Linked DNA regions of Sus scrofa: region 1 is linked to region 2. Evidence: chromatin contacts called from public Hi-C data. All regions are on one chromosome and are shown on one strand. The core of a region is the stretch at or near the end of the contact, and the rest is flanking DNA. Distances in the headings are between cores, read along the strand shown.

Region 1 (2,809 bases), core at 166-2,665, 200 kb before region 2:
GACTGTGTTGCAGTAAAACATTGTATATAGAAACAGGCAGCAGGCCAGATTGGTCCACTGACACTATAATTTGCTTAATGCCATTGAAGGTACTATGCATCTAGATTAGGTTTTTGAACCGGAGAACAGCATGATCACATGTGTGCATTAAAGAGAGAACAAATAAGAGGCTGAACTTTGAGCCTGCCTTGTTGAAATAATGATGAAATAAAGGTTAGCACCTCAAATATTAGAGACTCTATCACTGAATCTTGTAGTTCCAGTTTTGTTTTGTTTTTTTAAGTATAGTCAGTGTCAAGTCCTTACTCTATTAAAAAATGTGAGACCAGCGTTCCTGCTGTGGTGAGGGAGGTTAAGGATCTGGCATAGGTCACAGCTGTGACTTGGATTCGATCCCTGGCCTAGGAACTTCCATATGTCACAGGTGTGCCAAAAAAAAAAAAAAAAAAAAAAAAAAAAAAAGAAGAAGAAGAAAAATAAGTGGAAATTGGTTAAATAAAGTAGTGTTTCTCTTAAAAAATCATTGTCATTGTGGATCCCAGTGTTAGCTGATGATTTGTGCAGAAAGCAAATTGCCATTCATGGGAATATGGTACTGACTGCTTCAGTTCTCTTTGAGTTCATTGTGCCTGTCCTGCCATTTACCATGTGCAGACGTAACTTTCCTATGATATTTCTTTGTTTGAAACAAAGGTTTGAAACAAATGGATTTCAGAAACCATCAGTTACATACATAGTGCTTTGTCTCTGTTTTGTGCAAATGTATCATTTAGGTATTAAGGCTGTCTCTTAGAACAAATTAAAGCAGTTCTGCATGGTGCTGGTGCAATGATAAATATAAATGTAAATATGGCATCTGAAATCTCATGACAGTGCTTTGTTTTAAGTGACCTACAAGATCCAGAATATAGCTATTAATTTTTAAAGATCATCTAAATAGAAAGCTAAAGTTAAAAACATGTGACATGATATGGCTGAGGATCCATCTGGAAATTAGCAGGGTCCTGGAAGTCTTTTGTGAAAACTAAGGAGGATTCTAGAGACAATGAAAAGGAAGTTGTTTAATAATAACAGTTCATTTCAATAAATAAAAAGAAAGTTGGTTAATGGAGTAAAAGGCTTTGGGCCCAGAATATTCCAAGAGTTCCCTTATGTTCCTCAGTATTGCCCCTGAAAACTAAAATCTAGTGAAGCAGTGGCAGAGTGAAAAGGAAAGCATATCATGACAACAGTGCCCATAGACTTTGGGGAGTGTTGTAGCAAAGTTCTTCGGCCTGTGAGTAGGACAAGATAGACTGCCATAAGAATGTGAGACCTAATTGTCAGAATTTACAAATTGCACCCCTCCTGAGCAGTGGCTCACAAAGCCTGGTTCCAGACCAGCTGCATCAGCACCCTCTGGCAGCATGTTAAAAATGCAGATTTTCAGCCCTACCCTAGACTTACTCAATCAGGAAACCAGGGGTGGGGCCCAGGGTGGTGTCCTAAGCCTTTCAAGCAATTCTGTTTCACTCTAAAACATGAAAACACTGTTCTAAAAAGTGAGTAAGGATGAGAATTAAACAGTCTGATCATCCCAGAATTTCAAGTTAAAAACTTTACTTTTGCCTGAAAGTTTGCCTAACCTGGCAAAACTAATTTTTACTTATATACAACCTTTTAAAAAATGACTATGAGAATATTATGCTTAAAAAAATCTATTCTGTACTATATGAATTATAAAATGTATTTTTATGAAAAGTATTTTATATTAGCATAGGAATTGAAAAAAATTTCCTGTAGAACCAGTATAGATTTAAAATATTTTTCTAGCACGCTGGTCGAAACCATTCAGAATTTGTTCCCTCCCAGTTTATAGATGCCAAAGGATTAGCAAGGGAGGACATGTTATTTACAAAACAGAAAGCCAAGCTAAGGCTTCCAGAGCTTCCCTTCCAAAGAAAATCTGAGCTTCTCTTGCTACTATGTGGCTCATTGTCAGTACGCAGATAATCATGAGTCAAAGATGAGATTTGAGAGGGAAGTTACAATCAAGTTAGAGAATCTGAGAATGTGGACACTTTTTGTGAGTTTTGAGCAACTGTAGTTAGGGTGAACAGTGGTCATATTCTTTATACTGAAGCAGAATAAAAGCTTCTGGGAAACTTGAGTATATTATCTGGAAGTCCTTGCCTCTTAGCAAAATTTCATAATCCAAATTTGAAGAAATTGCCTTTCTGATGCTTTGAAAAGGAAAAAGCAAGCCAAAGGAGTAAATTCTTTAAAAAATCAAATGAAAAACACTTAGATATGTTTCCCCTAGAAAACACCATAATAAACTATTAAGAGTTAAAATGAAAGAAGAAATTTTTTTTTTTTTTTTTTTTTGAATTTTGCCTTTTCTAGGGCTGCACCTATGGCATATGGAGGTTCCCAGGCTAGGGGTTGAATTGGAGCTGTAGCCACCGGCCTACGCCATAGCCACAGCAACGCGGGATCTGAGCCTTGTCTGCAACCTACACCACGGCTCACAGCAACGCCGGATCCTTAACCCACTGAACAAGGCCAGAGATCGAACCTGCAACCTCATGGTTCCTAGTCAGATTTGCTAACCACTGAGCCATGACGGGAACTCCGAAAGAAGAAATTTTTAACATATACCTGACAAAGATTAGTATCCAAAACAGAGTAAAGAGCATCTGTTCTCTTTAAAAGATAACACAATATAAAAATGGGCAACAGATTCTTCCCAGACTAAGAATGCCACTAAGTCTAAGTGGCAAAGAACTAAGTCTAAGTCTAAAGCAAAGAACATATGAAAAGATACTCA
Region 2 (2,700 bases), core at 139-2,638:
ATCCAGAATCTGACCACTTCTCATTTCCATTCCTGCTATGTGATCTAATCCACCATCATGCTTCTTCACCATCACATGAGTCATGTCTGCAATAGCCTCCTAATTGGTCTCCCTGGATCCCCTATAGATTATTCTCAATACAGCAGCCAGGATAAATCAGACTGTGTTATTCCTCTAGTTACTCAAAATCTGAAAAAAAAATCCCTTCCTCACAGTAAAGGTGTAGGTTTTTACTGAGGTCTACAAGGGACCTGACCGTTCCATTACTCCTTCCCAAACTCACATGGCTCTGGCCCCACAGCTCCCACTGACTCCTACCTCAGAGTGTTAACTAGCACTTCCCTCTGCCTGGAAAGCTCTTGGCCCAGAGAAGCTTCATCACTTTCTCCTTTCCTTCTTAGAAGTCTCTGTTCAGAGAGTTCCCATTGTAGCTCAGCAGGTTACAAATCCAACTAATATCCATGAGGACGCAGGTTGGATCCTTGGCCTTGCTCAGTGGCTCAGGGATCTGGCATCGCTGTGAGCTGTGGCACAGGTCATAAATGCAGCTCATATCTGGCATTGCTGTGGCTGTGGTGTAGGCTGGCAGTTGCAGCTCTGATTCGACCCCTAGCCCGAGAACCTCTATATGCCATGGGTACGGCCTTAAAAAGGAAAAAAAAAGTCTCTGCCCAAACATCACCTTATCACAGAGGCTGTGCCTGACCAGTGTATGTAAAATAATTCATTCATCACTCCTATACACCTGCTCTGCCTGAATTTTCTTTCTAGCACGTATACAAACATGCTACATCCTGATTTTCTATTGTCGCTCTCCCTCCACTTAGCGTAGAAGCTCCTTGGGTCAACATTGGTTTTGTTCAGGGCTATATCCCCAACCCCTAACACAGTGCTTGGCACATGGTAAGCACTCAATATTTGTTGAATGTATGAAGCCATGAAGAAAATAACTGCTCTTTTCTAAATTCCTTCTGGATCGATGGGGCTCAGGGGCAGTGAGGCTCTATTGAAATTTCTGGGGTTTGCTTAATAGTTTGGAGGTTAAGTTACAGTGTTCATGGCTCTTCAACTTGTAATGTGTAGTGGGAAGTCTGCAACTTTGGGGTTTCTTAGATGTGTCTCTCCAGAACCAGCAAGTTCCAAGTTGTTGGGACTAACCAGAAGTCCCTAGAGCAGTTAGAATTCACAGAAAATGTCATCTGAGCGGGGAGGTTCATTATCCTGAATTACATTTTCAAATGGGAGTGCAATTTAGGTTAATGACTGTCTTGCTCCTGACTCAGCTGCTTGCCTATTTTCCTGTTTCCTATGCTGGAATGACTATACCTGTTAGGGTTGCACAATATATTCATGACCCAGTTAAGCCAGTGCAAGACGGTTTATTTTTTAACTGACTCTGTGCTATTCCTGTTAATCGTAACCCCACCAAATGAGCCAGACCTAGATTATATGTTTAGTTAAGGATCTTTGGCAATAGAAACCATGCTAACCTTTGAAAATTTATCAGGATTCAAAGGTGACTCATAGAGCCCAAATAACTGGGCCTCTGGAAGAACCAGAACCAGGCTGGAGGGCACCAGCAACACTTAAGGAAGGTTGAGCTAGTTTCCAACTCTGCCTCATTCTTTCTAGACCAACCAGGCTTCCTGGTCCAAAGAAAGCTGCTCATAGCTCCAATTTCAAATGCAACTGTTGTGGTTGTATAGAATTCTGTCTGGCTGTCTATCCCTCTGCCTGTTTTTCTCTCTGATTCAAGGTTTCTCTGAAAAAAAATCATATCAGCCCACCCCCAGTTAACTATGGCCAGGTAGCAGGGTTATATTGAGGAAACACTACTGCTGAGGGTTAACCCTCGCTAATGGAGAGTGGAAGGCAGATAGGGGGTCGTTTTTAGCTAGCTGTCCCCAGTGTGCCTACATCACAGGCTAATAACTTGCCCCTTTTCACTTATATTTTAGTCACCTGTCAGCCATTCTGATAGCTTCTCCAACTGGACCCACGGGGGTCCTCCAGGTATTGATTCCACTGGCTTGTCTCTTGCTGAGTTCATCAGCACAATCTATGGCTTTATCAGTCTCAAATCTACAATTTGTATAGAGAGTTTGATGATTTTTAAGTAGGTTTTGATTTAGGGCTGCATCAGTGGTATATGGAAGTTCCCAGGCTAGGGGTCAAATTGGAGCTGCAGCTGCCAGCCGACGCTACAGCCACAGCAATGCCAGGTCGGAGCTGCATCTCCAACCTATGTTACAGCTCCCAGCAACACCAGACCCTTAACCCACTAAACAAGGCCAGGGAGCCAACCAGAATCCTCATGTATACTAATTGGGTTCGTTCCCACTGAGCCACAATGGGAAATCCCTGTTGGATGATTTTTTAGAGCATACTTCTATCCTTTATGAGAGTTTCAAAATTACCCTGTGAGGTCAAGGACACCAGATGTTATTTTCCCCATCTACAAGTTGAGGATACAGAAATAGAGAAATTAGGTAACTCACTCAGCTTTGGGTGGTTGGTGGAATCAGGACTAGAATTCAGTCCACCTAATTCTTGGGTGTTTTTTCAGGGTTTTGTTTTTTTTTTTTAAACTAGAATAAAAATTTCCTTATATGTCTGCTAAATGTCGTACCATTCTCTCTCGCTCTCTCTCTCTATGTATATATTTTTTTTTCTTTTTTTTTCTTTTTAGGGCCACACCCG

Evidence for each region. Hi-C and Micro-C count contacts between places; a contact is called where the count stands out from the background.
Region 1: a Hi-C map of liver shows a contact between it and region 2, with 2.5 times the contacts expected there. The contact joins two enhancer-like sites. A contact is called at or near these places in 1 of 47 Hi-C or Micro-C datasets (liver) and 1 of 2 datasets of contacts at active chromatin or transcription factors (alveolar macrophages).

What each region holds. Positions count from the first base shown.
Region 1 is chr1:119,912,582-119,915,390 of Sscrofa11.1, reverse strand. All of the region lies in intron 1 of TMOD3 (tropomodulin 3), which reads left to right. Among named protein-coding and RNA genes, the nearest start is that of TMOD3, 35 kb to the left of the region's middle. Within about 2 kb of position 1,415, at least 26 of the 83 cell types and tissues checked have an H3K27ac peak or open chromatin away from gene starts, as enhancers often do. A contact at or near this core is called in liver, where this site is marked.
Region 2 is chr1:119,714,734-119,717,433 of Sscrofa11.1, reverse strand. No RefSeq gene overlaps it. Among named protein-coding and RNA genes, the nearest start is that of MAPK6, 55 kb to the left of the region's middle. Within about 2 kb of position 1,388, at least 7 of the 83 cell types and tissues checked have an H3K27ac peak or open chromatin away from gene starts, as enhancers often do. A contact at or near this core is called in liver, where this site is marked.